2 separate regions of the Muntiacus reevesi genome follow, and region 2 is linked to region 1. Evidence: chromatin contacts called from public Hi-C data. All regions are on one chromosome and are shown on one strand. Each heading gives the region's core, a stretch centred on a gene start, on an enhancer-like site or on the middle of the called end of the contact. The rest is flanking DNA. Distances are from core to core; before and after follow the strand shown.

Region 1 (6,276 bases), core at 527-3,026:
TAGAAGGTACTCAATAAAACTTGACTATTACTTACAGATACTGTAACAGTGTAAAGAGCTCAAAAATCCTAATCAAAACCCATGGATAGCCTCATTTGGCCAATTACCTCTATCAGGAACCCCATCTCTTTGAGTTTGCTTCCTCATGTGTAAAATGAGCACAACAGCTGTGTTACTCACCTTAAAATATCATTTAGAGGATCAAATGTCTTACACGTTAAGTGCTTGGGAATTACAAGGCATTTTTACGATCTAAATGCTAAAACATTTCTCTGGTAGTGATTTTTGATGAGTATCTTTTAAAATTGCATTGCCTATTTCCTTATCTTATTGCCAGTTCCTCAAAACAGCAATTAATCTATATTATTTTGGTCATTCAAACGTATAGTTACTATTCATTCAAGAAATACTGTCCATTGCCTATAGAGAGCACAGGTGCACAGCAAATGTGTGATAAAAAAAAAAACCCACAATTCTAAGTCTTTGGCTAATTTAAATTCTAGACTTTGATGGATGCATCAACAAACTCAAGCTCTTCTTCGGTTTGGATTTTTGTTAAAAAAAAAAATATATATATATATATATATATATACACACACACATATTATGTATCTCTTGCGTAAATTTTATTTACTTTAGCTGTGCTCCACATAGTTAATAATCATCCCTAGTATGATAACAATCCGATTACATCAGCTACCTATTAAATCAGTTAATACCAGTTGATCTGGGCAATTTGGCAACGTATGTTGTACAATCAAACCTAAACGATTCTATTGATTCTAAAAAAAACCTGCAACGCTCCAGGTAGCCATCACTGTTCACAATTCCCACTTAGGGACAAGATTACGCAAAGCTATATTTTTGTTAGCGTCCTTACTCTAGGTGGATATCCACGAAGGGAGCCAGGTACAGCGCGCCAGGCTTTCATTTAGGAACACATGCAGGTGGTAAGCGCTGGTAGGATGTGTTTGGGTCAGTGCTTCTTTCCCTACCGCATAATTCCAAGGGAAAGACGACTGCCCCTTGGCTTCTCATTGGCCAAGTGAGCGGAGACGAGGGAGGAAACCGGGCAGAAGACTAGGTCTTGTAACAGGTGCCTTAACCCCGGGATTTGGCGCCACCGGCTATCCAATCAGCGCCGAGTACTGCGTTCCTCTACGATATTCCTCATTCAGCAGAGCCCTCTATCTGCCAGCAAAATGAACGAATCCCCACACATTACATTGCTACACAAGCCACGCTTGCATTCATGACTTCATTCACGCTCCTCAACAGCCCAGCGATACAAGTATTATTTTTATTTCTCAGAAGATGGAACTGCACCTGGGCTACAGGGCCCGTGACCTGCAAGGCAGATGCGCGAATCCGGAGCTGGCACCACTCCTTCGGGAAGAAGGACTTTGATCCGACGGCCACTGCCGTCACCTCCCCAGCCCGGAGCTCCCGGAGAAGCCACCTGACTTGGGTTCTCAGACGGCGACTACTTTCCCTCGCGGCTCATCGAGCCGTAACCAGCGGCCATTCACCCGACTTCCCAAACCTGGAAAACCCTCGCCAAGAGCCCGCGCGTCCCGGCTTGTAACCCGCAGCGTGTACAGGTCGAGGCCGCGCGTCTGCAGTCACCCCATGGGTCGTTACCCACGAACCCGGATCGGGCGCTGAGTGGCTCACCCTGGCTCCCAACCCCCGTCCGACCTCCGTCACCAGGGGAAGCTCCCATCCGCCAGGGGACCCGCCCCTGCGCCCACAAGCCGCTCTAGCCGCGCACAGAGCCGGCGCTCTCTCGTTGCTCCCGGCCTGACGTCATCGCCGGGCGCCGCGACGAAGTGGCGGGCACGCGCAGCCAAGAAGATGTCTCCGACGCCGCCGCTCTTCAGTTTGCCCGAAGCGCGGACGCGGTTTACGGTGAGTTGCGGGCGGGTGGGCGCGGCCCCGGCCCAACGCTATTTGTTGCTTTCCTCTCCCTGAAATTACTCGAATTTTGCACTGGGGTAAAGCGGGGAGAGAGGCGTTGCGCCGCGGCGACGGGTTCCCGGCCCCGTCGTGGGCTGAGGAGGCGATAAAAGCGCCTTACCTGCCTCTTCCACGAGTCCTCTGCGGTCCGCCTCCTCCTTTCCGCCGGCGGGTCCCGGGACCCTGCGCCCTGAGTGGAGGGCTCACCCGCAGACTACCTCTGGGTCCTGCTTCTCTGCGGTGCTGGCTTAGCCAAGCGGGTGTTTCCAGAACTGGCAGGGGGCTGCTCTAGAGGGAAGGCGGGAATGGTTGTAGTCCAGAGAACCGGCTCCCGCCCCGCCTCCTAACTGCCAGGTGGTTCTCGCCGCTTATTCATCACCCTTTAACCCTTTGTACCTCACTCCTTAGAGATCGTTGAGGACGGTCCTAAGTGGGGCGAGGCAAACATCAGCTTGGGAAGGGTTGTCAGCTGTCATTTTATTCTTCCGCCTTGGGGAACAGTAAGCATTTGGGGAAACACATTACAGAGCGTTTTGGTGTTAGCTTATTTAACTCAAAATAGCCCTGTGAAGTAGGGTGTTTAATTATCCGCAGTGGATGAGATAGAAACTGAGACAGCCCGGCCCCCAGCCCCCGCCTTTGTTGTTGTTCAGTCGCTAAGTCGTGTCCGACCCTTTGCGACCTCATGGACTGCAGCATGCCAGTCTTCCCTGCCCTTCACCATGTCCCGGAGATTGCTCAAACTCATGTCCGTTGAGTCGGTGATGCCACCCAACCATCTCATCCTCTGTCACACCCTTCTTCTGCCTTCAGTCTTTCCCAGCATCAGGGTCTTTTCCAGTGAGTCGGCTCTTCGCATCAGGTGGCCAAAGTTTGGAGCTTCAGCATCAGTCCTTCCAAAGAATATTTAGGGTTGACTGCTTTGATCTCCTTGCAGTCCAAGGGACTCTCCGGAGTCTTCTCCAGTACCACAGTTTGAAAGCATAAAAGTTAAATGATTTGCTTCACTGTTTTTTCTGACTTCAGACTTAGTATTCTTTTTATGTTGCCCATCACCAAATGAAGAACCTTGTTCTAAGTCGTTTGACTGTATTCGTCCCTAATTTTCTGAAATTCTGCGAGGAGAAACTGTTAGGTGTATCCAAGGTCATATCAGTCCTGGAAGGGACCGTTTAATAGGAGATCATCCACCCCAATGCTTCTTAAGATTGAGCATGGGTTGGGATCACCTGGAGATCTTGTTAAATGAGATTCTGGTTCAGTAGGAATGGGGCCTGAGAGTCTGCATATCTAACAAGTTCTCAGGTAATGCCACTGCTGCTGGTGGTAATAAGGATCTACAACAATCCATATATGTAACCAGTGAGGAAAATGAATCAGAGACAAAGGGGTATGCTCTAGATTATGAACTTCCCAGGTGGTGCAGTGGCAAAGAATCCGCCTGCCAGTGCAGGAGGCGAATGAGACGTGGGTTCATTGCCCAGGTGGGGAAGATCCCTTGGAGAAGGGAATGGCAACCTGCTCCAGTATTCTTGCCAGGAGAATCCCATGAAGAGAGGAGCCTGGAGGGGTGCAGTCCATGAGGTCACGAAAAGTCAGACACCACTGAACTTGCATGCACCAAGATTACACAGCCTACTCACAGAGCCAGGAATGGTCCATTTCCAGTATAAATTAACTCCTGTGAGGTAACAAGATGATTTTCCAAGTGTATGGGAATTTTCACAGAGTGAATGACTTGGCAGTATTTTTCCTTTCCACTTACGTTTACTTTGTGATGGTCAGCAGGTTTAGTACTTTAAGACATCAGTGTTTACTTGATGTCAGGGACTGTGCTGTGTAAGCTACCTAGAGGAGGTGGGACTTTTGTTGGGTCTTGAAGAATGGATAGAATTTGCATGAGCATGTGGGAAGAACAATGTGCATGGATACACTAGAGTGAACTTGATAGAAAATGATGGGAAAATGGCTAGAGCCTAGTGGACAGTATGTGTTTGGGGTTACTGGGAAATAAGGTTGGATAGATTGAGTGGGATAACATTATTAATGACCTTTAGAGGAAGCTGTGAAACAAAGCCTGTAAATAAGGGGCCACTTTTAAAGCAGAATGAACAGCATATTTAAATGAAAGGTAGGAGGGAAAACCTGGAATGAGAAAACTGAGCTTAGAAGCTCTCGACAAGCTTCAAGTGATGAGTAAGTAGCATTTGAATGAGAATTACTGCTGAAATGACTGACAGGTAATTTTTCTCAGAAACATTTTTTAGTTAGACATACAATTAATGAGTGGTGTGTTTTTCAGGGAACAAAAAATCCTTCAACTTATGTGCTTAATTTTTTTCTTCTAGAAATCTACAAGAGAGGCCCTGAACAACAAAAATATCAAGCCCTTGTTGAATACCTTTAGCCAGTTACCTGGCAGGTAAGGCATTAATATCCATGACATGGGCTCATTGAAATCTTTATACTTACCCTGAGCTGTTTTAAAAATGCAGGTGTTTTTTGTTTTTAATAGTGAAAATGAAAAAAAATGTACCCTTGACCAGGCTTTTAGAGGTGTTCTAGAAGAAGAAATTGTAAGTATGTTTTTCCTTTATTTATTGTTAAAATTTTGCTGGCAGATTAGTAAATATTATTTTTTCATTTGCTTTTATTCTTAAAATAGATATTTAACCATGACTTTTTTTCTGGAGTGAACTTCTTAGTCTGTGAAACCTAACTTGGTCATAGTCAGCATAGGAGTTACATAATGAATAAGGGTTTTGATAGCATAGGTGCAATTTAAGAGTTTGGTTTAATAAATTAGCAGAGCCCTCTGCCATTGAATATGTATAAGGAAAGTTGACATGAGGTCTTCCTGAGCAAGAACTAGAACTTGAAGATGGGCCCTGTCTTTGCTGTATAAACAGCGACACATCCTGGAGTGAATGAGAAGTCTAGTCCAAGGATGTTCAGCACGGATTCCAGGCCCTCATTTTGCTTATCAGCATCCTCCTTCTCAGTTAGTAATAGATAACAAGAGCCTATCCAACTTCAGTACAGAAATTTCAACGTGAAAAATCTGACTTTGTGTATCATTGTGGAGCACCCAAATGAAGGGAAAAGTTCCAACAGTTTATTCTTCCTTTAGCAAAGCTTGGATCCCAAGAAGCTAGATTCTTTTCCAGTGGCCATAAAACAGTGTTCCTTTCTTTAGGGCAGTTCTGTATTCATTCTTTCCTCTTCTTCAGACCTAGTCACCTGTTGTCAGGCGTTGGGCAAGGTTACCTTGCTTTTTTGAGCCTCAATTTCATTTGTAAGAGAGGAAACACCATTTTTTTAGGGTTGCGTAAAACAGCACTTAATTAACACTCAATAAATGCTATTTTTTTATGATGTTATTAAACCTAAGCATCATCTCTCGTTTATTATTAATAAAACCCTCCCCAAGACATATTGATGCACTAGTGCAGTTAATCCCCCTGGCCCAGCCTTTTGTCTGCTGCCTTTGAGTGATTTAATGGCCTCAGTGCATCTTTACATGATTAGCTTACAGGCTTAATCATGCAATGTAACCCATCTTCCCAAGACTCTTGGATTTTAAGTGAATCACCTGCTGCTTATTTATTTAATACACTTCTACAGTTAGGGCTTTTATCATTCATTTTTAAAATATTCTTAGTAATTTTATCCTCTGTGAGAAATATCTTTATCCAATGTTTGTGATAATCAATTTAATGTCAGAGGGTATGTTTTTCTTATTATCAAATTAGTCTAAATTCTGGTTCCTAAATTAAGTTGTTTTCTCCTTTGTTGGTAGATAAATCATTCATCATGTGAAAACGTTTTAGCTATTATTTCTCTTGCTATTGGGGGAGTAACTGAAGGTAAGTATGGTTTGGTTTGGTTTTAAAATAATCCTGGACATGACATGCTGTATTGAAAACGTATTCTCCCCATACCTCTCAACCTAGTTGATTTTGTTCATTTTTCAAATTCTGCCTACCTACCTCCATTGCCAAGAAGTCCCACTGAAATTAACTCACAGTTGTTTCTTGTCACTAGTATACAGTGCACACTGACATGTCTTTGTTCTCCACTTACTTCGTTCATCCAGTGCCTATTTATTGAGCATCTACTATGTGCCTGGTACTGAGCGAGGACTTGGAGATTCAGTAGTGAATAAAACATATTCCCTGCCTATAAGGAACCTAGTGGCTCATGAAGGAAACACATGTAAATATCTTATTGGGGGTAATTGAAGTGGGACTGAAGTGTAGTTGAAGTGATTCTTTAAACTTCAGATGCTGAAGGGACCAGGATGGGCTAGAAAGAAAACTG
Region 2 (6,127 bases), core at 2,309-4,808, 280 kb before region 1:
ATCGCAAAAAGTCGGACACAACTGAGCGTCTAAGCACAGTACACACTCCCAATTTTAAAATTTAAAATACTTTGCAGATTATTTTTGTTATAGTTTTGCCATCCTCTTTGATTTAAGGGCATGTTGGAAATAAATTTTTAAAAATTTTAACTATTCTGAGTGTGATGTTAATGGTTATTACCATTAAACTATGAGCCATGCAATGTCTATAGTTTAAAAATGTATTGAGCTTTATATTGTAACACATGAACAGTTTTTAATATGGCCCATGGTTGTCTGAATATAATGTATATTCTCCATTGATAAGATATATAGTTTAGACAGAAACTATTAAGTAAAGGTACATGAATTAAATTGATGAGGCTAATATACTATTTCACAGGCACTGGTGCTCATGTCAGGCCATTGCATGTGGCCAGCTGTTTGTGAGGACCCTGGGGAAGAGGGACCCTGTATATTCCAGAAGCATGGACACTGGTTGCCTCTGTTGACTTGGACCCAGTTGCAGTGAATTGCCATTTAAGAGGATTCAGGTAAATGAGGGCTTCCCAGGTGGTGCTAAAGATAAAAATCTGTCTGCCCATACAGGAGATACTATAACAGATGTGGGTTCGAACCCTGGGTCTGGAAGATCCCCTGGAGTAGAAAATGGCAACCCACTCCAGTATTCTTGCCTGGAAAATTCCATGGATAGAAGAGCCTAGTGGGCTCCAGTCCACAGGGCTGTAAAGAGTCAGATGCGACCCAATGACTGAGCACAGGCAAATGATGGATTTTAACTACTTTAAACTAAACTAGTCCTCACTGAAAGGGCAGGAGAATTTAAAAGATTCTTGAAAAGAAAATAACCAGCAGATTAAAAAGTATGAATAACTTCTGCTCAGGTAGGTAAGAAATAATGGCAGGGCTAACACTTTTTCATTTACTTTGTTGGCCTTGTGTCAGTAAAATGATGGTCTAAACAGATTTGGCAATAAGCAAAAATTTTTTCAAAATATGTAGAAAATTATTTGAAATATGGATTTATATCCATCCACCCAAGCTAAAGACAAACCTGAAGTGTATTCTGTGCCTTGAGATAATAATGGTAGCAATTTATGTATCTAATTTATAAATAAATGAAAATGCATATATTCAGGAGTGGATGCTAACAATAATTACAGTAATAAGAATGGAAAAGAAAAAAACTTTTGTAGGCCACTGATCTGGCCAAAAACTTTCAAACATTTTTGATTTGACTTTCCAACTCAAAAGGCACCATTAAGCACTTTTAAGAAAGTAGCATTTCCCAAACAGCGTTGAATCCTGAATTTGGAGTCTTTCAAAGGCCTAATCTGTGCTCGCTTTGGCAACACATACACTAAAATCAAAGTCCTAATCTACAAGGAATATGTTCTTTGAAGAAATTTGAAAGTTCCTTTAAAGTATTCCTCCAATAGGGTGGATTTCCAGAAAAACTATGATAAGGGTAAATAAATAATTTCTCCACTGCATTCAGATGTGCACTATTTATGGTCCAGACATATCTCTGAACAGGTTTTGTTTTTGTTTTTTAGGCTGCACCGTTCAGCATGCAGGATCTTAGTTCCCTAACCAGGAATCAAACCCGTGGCCCCCGGTGTTGGGAGTGAGACATCTTTACCAGCGGATGTCCCAGGACAGGTATGATTTTCAATGACTGTACCTGCTTTTCTTCTCTGCATTTCTTCAGGGTTCTCATTAGCTTGCTATGTTCCTCCTCTCTTCTTTCCATCAGGATTTTCATCTGCTTCATGCCAATCAAAGCCTTCTTCACCTCTTCATCTACATCTATCTCCCCAGCCTTGGAAAAACCTAGAAGATTATGTTGTAGTTTTTCCCTTTAAGATCTGATCAGATTATAGTGTATCACAATACAGTGAGTTCCAGCCATTAAAAAGAATGAAATAATGCCATTTGCAGCTACATGGATGGACCTACAGAGTGTCACACTGAGTGAGGGAAATCAGACAGAGGAGAAATATCATGTGGATATCCCTTACATGGGGAATCCAAAGAGAAATGATACAAGTGAACTTATAAAACAGAAAGAGGCTTAGAAAACGAATTCATGGTTGCAGGGAGTTTGGGAAGGTCAGGTACACACTGCTATATTTAAAATGGATAACCAACAAGGACCTACTATACAACACATGGAACTCTGCTCAATATTGGGTGACAGCCTGGATGAGTGGGGGGTTTAGGGGGAGAATGGGTACATGTGTATGAATGGCTGAGTCCCTTTGCTCTTCACCTGAAACGACCACAGCGTTGTTAATCAGTTATACCCCAATACAAAAGAAAAAGCTTAAAGTTTTGTAATAATAATAACAGAAAGAATACAATGACTTTACCAGTTTTTCATGTCCCCCCAATAGAGGCTTAATTGTTTTTTATTGCATCAGACTCCAAAAGCACATCACCAGGCTATCAGCTACCACGTGGAGGGGGCTACCCGCCCCCCACCCCACCCCAAGGGAAGTACCTTCTGTTCTTCACTTCTGAGCTTCCAGCCAAGTCAGAGTTCATTTAACCCCATCTTATCGTTCTCCTCAGAGCCTGTTTTCATTTATCCAATTTTTTTTTCTTTTCCTTAAAACTCAAGTGTGTTTGTATTAGAAGAAAACATTGAATTTTCTTCACAGATAATTTATATTAAATGCCCAACTGGGAACCTCAAACAGAGAGAACAATTTCCTTTTCTTTCAGCTTCAATTACCTTCCCAGGAGGCATCAAACCTAGAAAGTATCTGGTATAATGCAAGATTCTTTAATAACCTCCTGGATGTCTCTAAAACCCCTTTAGTAAGCCTTTAGTGAGCATGAAATTCATCGTTTGTCATACTCTTTTCGCAATAGCCAACGTGGCTGCCAAAGGAGCTTAACCTGGCCTCCAAATTTATTTACAGATCCCCAAAAGGAACATTTAAACTAATTTATTTTTCTAAGATAGACACCCAAAGCATATCTAGTCAAACAAAGGCTCCAAGTTAATGAGCACAGACCAACCAGATTAGATGTCGCTCTAACCCATCCTTTCACGGTCTCACGAATAACTGCACGGATGACTTTAATTGTTTAAATGTTTCAAATGCTAGCAAAGAATTTCACTGTTCGTTAAAACCGTGCTCAGAGGACACCAAACATCTGGATGAACCCAAGTCGTGCAGCCTAAGACGTTGGCAAGTTTTATCTCTGTGATGGCGAACATCTGGAACTGTGAACCGTTCTCAGAGACACAATTGGAATTTTCTATTTTTACCCAGATGTTTGGCGTCTTGTCTACTTGGCTTAAGAGCCTGGAGAACGTCTCCCTGTGAAACTAGAGGGCGTTCTGAATACGGTTATCTCTCAACTGTAAATCACAGTGAGTGCCAGCAGGACATGGAAACAGGCAAACGGGACACAGTGCAGATAAAGAAACCAAACGTTACCCTTCGGGTCTTCATGGATAGAAGTCTTGTCCTTCCAGGTAGGTGCACAGTGACACTCTTTCAGCCACAGCAGATACACGATCAACGCCAAGAGAGGCAGCTTCATGTCTCCGCTGTGACTGCAAAGGAAGAATAAACCTGTATCGAATGCCTTCGGTTTAGTTCTGTGGGCATCAATTGAAAACACATGGTGATCCAAAGCATTTTTCTGTCGATTTTTCTTTATGACTTTAGACAATGTATGCTGATATGGTTGAGACATAAGGAAACTTGAAATCTAAATAAATTCTTTGAAAAAGAAAACCCAAGTCCCTCTTTTGTTTGCATTCTTCATGGCAGTTAAATAAGGTCTTCATCTGAAGCATTTGAAATTTAAGGCAACCAAAAGTACGGATCCTGGCCCCATAGAATCCATAGAATCCAGACTTCATTTTATTTCCTTGTCAACAATAAACAGCCCCAAACACAGAATTAGCTACGTCAGAGGGGATTGTTTTTTCCCCAAAATTCTGAGGCCATAAGTAATTTTTAACCTAGACAGTTTACTACTTTTTTTTTTAATGAAAGCAAGAACCCCTCAGATTTTTCTCATACATCTTATAAAACCCATCAGATAAATGAATCATACACAAATTTTTTTCTTGTCAGATAATAAATTTCTTTTTATATAATTAGTTGTAAACATTCCTAATAAAAACATATGCTTTCACAGTTATATCTTATAGATTATCTTAACTCCTCCCAAAAAGGATATTTATATTTATATTTATATTTATATATATTTGTTATTTTGGAATAAAAAACAACCCTATATTATTTAATCCACATTTGGAATGTCTTTTTAAAATACTAATAGTTACAAAGCTATCACATTTTACATCTAGAATTATCAATTGAGCTAATTCTTCTCTTTCTGTTAAGACCCTTTCAGTTTAGGGTTGGTCACTCATTTGTGTACGACTCTTTGTGACCCCATGGACTGTAGCCGGCCAGGTTCCTCCGCCCAAGGGATTCTCCAGGCAAGAATACTGGAGTCAGGAGTCATTCCCTTCTCCCGGGGATCAAGATCCTGTTTACCAAATAAAATTTTAACATATTTACCACTAACTTTGCAGGCTCTCCCCAATGAGGTTGCCACCAGCTTCTGCAAGGACCTTCACTTTCCTCTGATTTAATGTTTGTCTGTGTCAGGGATTTAAACTTGTTCTATTAATTTGATGACACAGCTCTTAATCCTATTAACCTAGCATTGTGAGATTAACAGTATGGTTTAGAATGTGGTAGGGTCTCAAAAGAAACACTAGAGGGCGGGCTGTCTACATGATCAGGAACAGTGACCTTGAGCTACTTTACACATTTTTTTTTAATATGGAATTCTTCATGCCTTTGGGTGTCATCCTTGTACAGGGGCCATGCCTCTGTGTTGTTCCAGTGTTTGTATGTGTGTTGCCAAAACAAACACACACAGATATGTTTGATAAGACTCATTAAAGCCTTAGAAATATTTTTTTTAATTGGAAATTTTTTCTGTATATCGTCTTACACGGGCTTCCCAGGTGGTTCAGAGGTAAAGAATCCGCCTGCCAATGCAGAAGACGCTGGTTCCATTCTTGGGTTGAGGAAGTCCCCTGGAGGAGGAAATGGCTACCCATTCCAGTATTCTTGCCTGAAAAGTTCCACGGACAGTGGAGCCTGGTAGGCTACAGGCCTTGATGTTTCAAAGAGTCAGACATGACTGAGCACGTGTGTGTGTGTGCGTGTGCGCGCGCACACACACCCCTTCATATATAGGTCAGACAAATTTCCTTTTTGGAAGTGTAAGGAATAATGTGAAAAAAAGTAAGAAAATGCTTAGATAAAACGTTTTGAGATAACTAATAAGGACCTACTGTATTGCACAGGGAACTCTACTCCTTATTCTGTGATGACCTATATGGGAATAGAATCTAAAAAAGAGTGGGTATATATACATGTAACTGATCCTCTTTGTTGTATAGCAGAAACTAACACAACATTGTAAAACAACTATACTCCAATAAAAATTAATTTAAAAAACATTCTGAAGATTATTTACATAGTTGTTTGGCATTTTAAAAAACACATGCAAACATTTTAACTAGATGAAATGATAACATCTAGCATATAAAGAGTGTAATAGGTGAGCATTTCACTACAATATACTAACTGATTAGCTGAACTAAATTTTCAGCAAATGATTCTTCTAAAAACAATTAGAGAGTCACCACAGCAGCTACTATAGTCTGGACCCCTGGCTGCTGAAATCTCAAGATTGTCTTGGGGTCCCTTTCCCAAGTGTGGAGGTATTCAACTTATTGATGCTTATAGCTTGGACTTACTGATCACTCCTAATTGATGCTCAGTACTTTGCAGCAGGCCACACTGACTGTTCTAAACTGATTCACCTGCCTTTTGGGGCCCTTAGAAGTTGATCCTTGTGTCTGAGCAACCTACAGTCTGGAGTTTATCTCTGCTCTGCCTGGACAGGGGGATGGGGAGTTACAAGACACACCAGAAGTCTTGTCCACATCTCATTTAGCTGTCTTGCGTGTGTGCTAGGTCACTTCAATCATGTCCAACTCTTTGTGACCCTGGGGACTGTAGCCTGCCAGGCTCCTCTGTCCATGGGGATTCTCCAGGCAAGAATACTGGAGTGG

The links. Hi-C and Micro-C count contacts between places; a contact is called where the count stands out from the background.
Region 2: a Hi-C map of muscle shows a contact between it and region 1, with 5 times the contacts expected there. The contact joins the promoter of CLUL1 here to the promoter of THOC1 in region 1. A contact is called at or near these places in 2 of 3 Hi-C or Micro-C datasets (blood and muscle).

The regions. Positions count from the first base shown.
Region 1 is chr4:33,628,163-33,634,438 of mMunRee1.1, reverse strand. It overlaps THOC1 (THO complex subunit 1), which reads left to right and starts at 1,776. Exons shown (of 21, transcript XM_065932496.1): 1 at 1,776-1,908; 2 at 4,305-4,378; 3 at 4,472-4,532; 4 at 5,756-5,822. The coding sequence starts at 1,855. It overlaps LOC136166365 (a long non-coding RNA gene), which reads right to left and starts at 2,272. Exons shown (of 6, transcript XR_010662894.1): 1 at 2,078-2,272.
Region 2 is chr4:33,913,265-33,919,391 of mMunRee1.1, reverse strand. CLUL1 (clusterin like 1) reads right to left here and starts at 3,558. Exons shown (of 7, transcript XM_065932236.1): 1 at 3,453-3,558; 2 at 1,685-1,833. The coding sequence starts at 3,558. It also overlaps the pseudogene LOC136168063.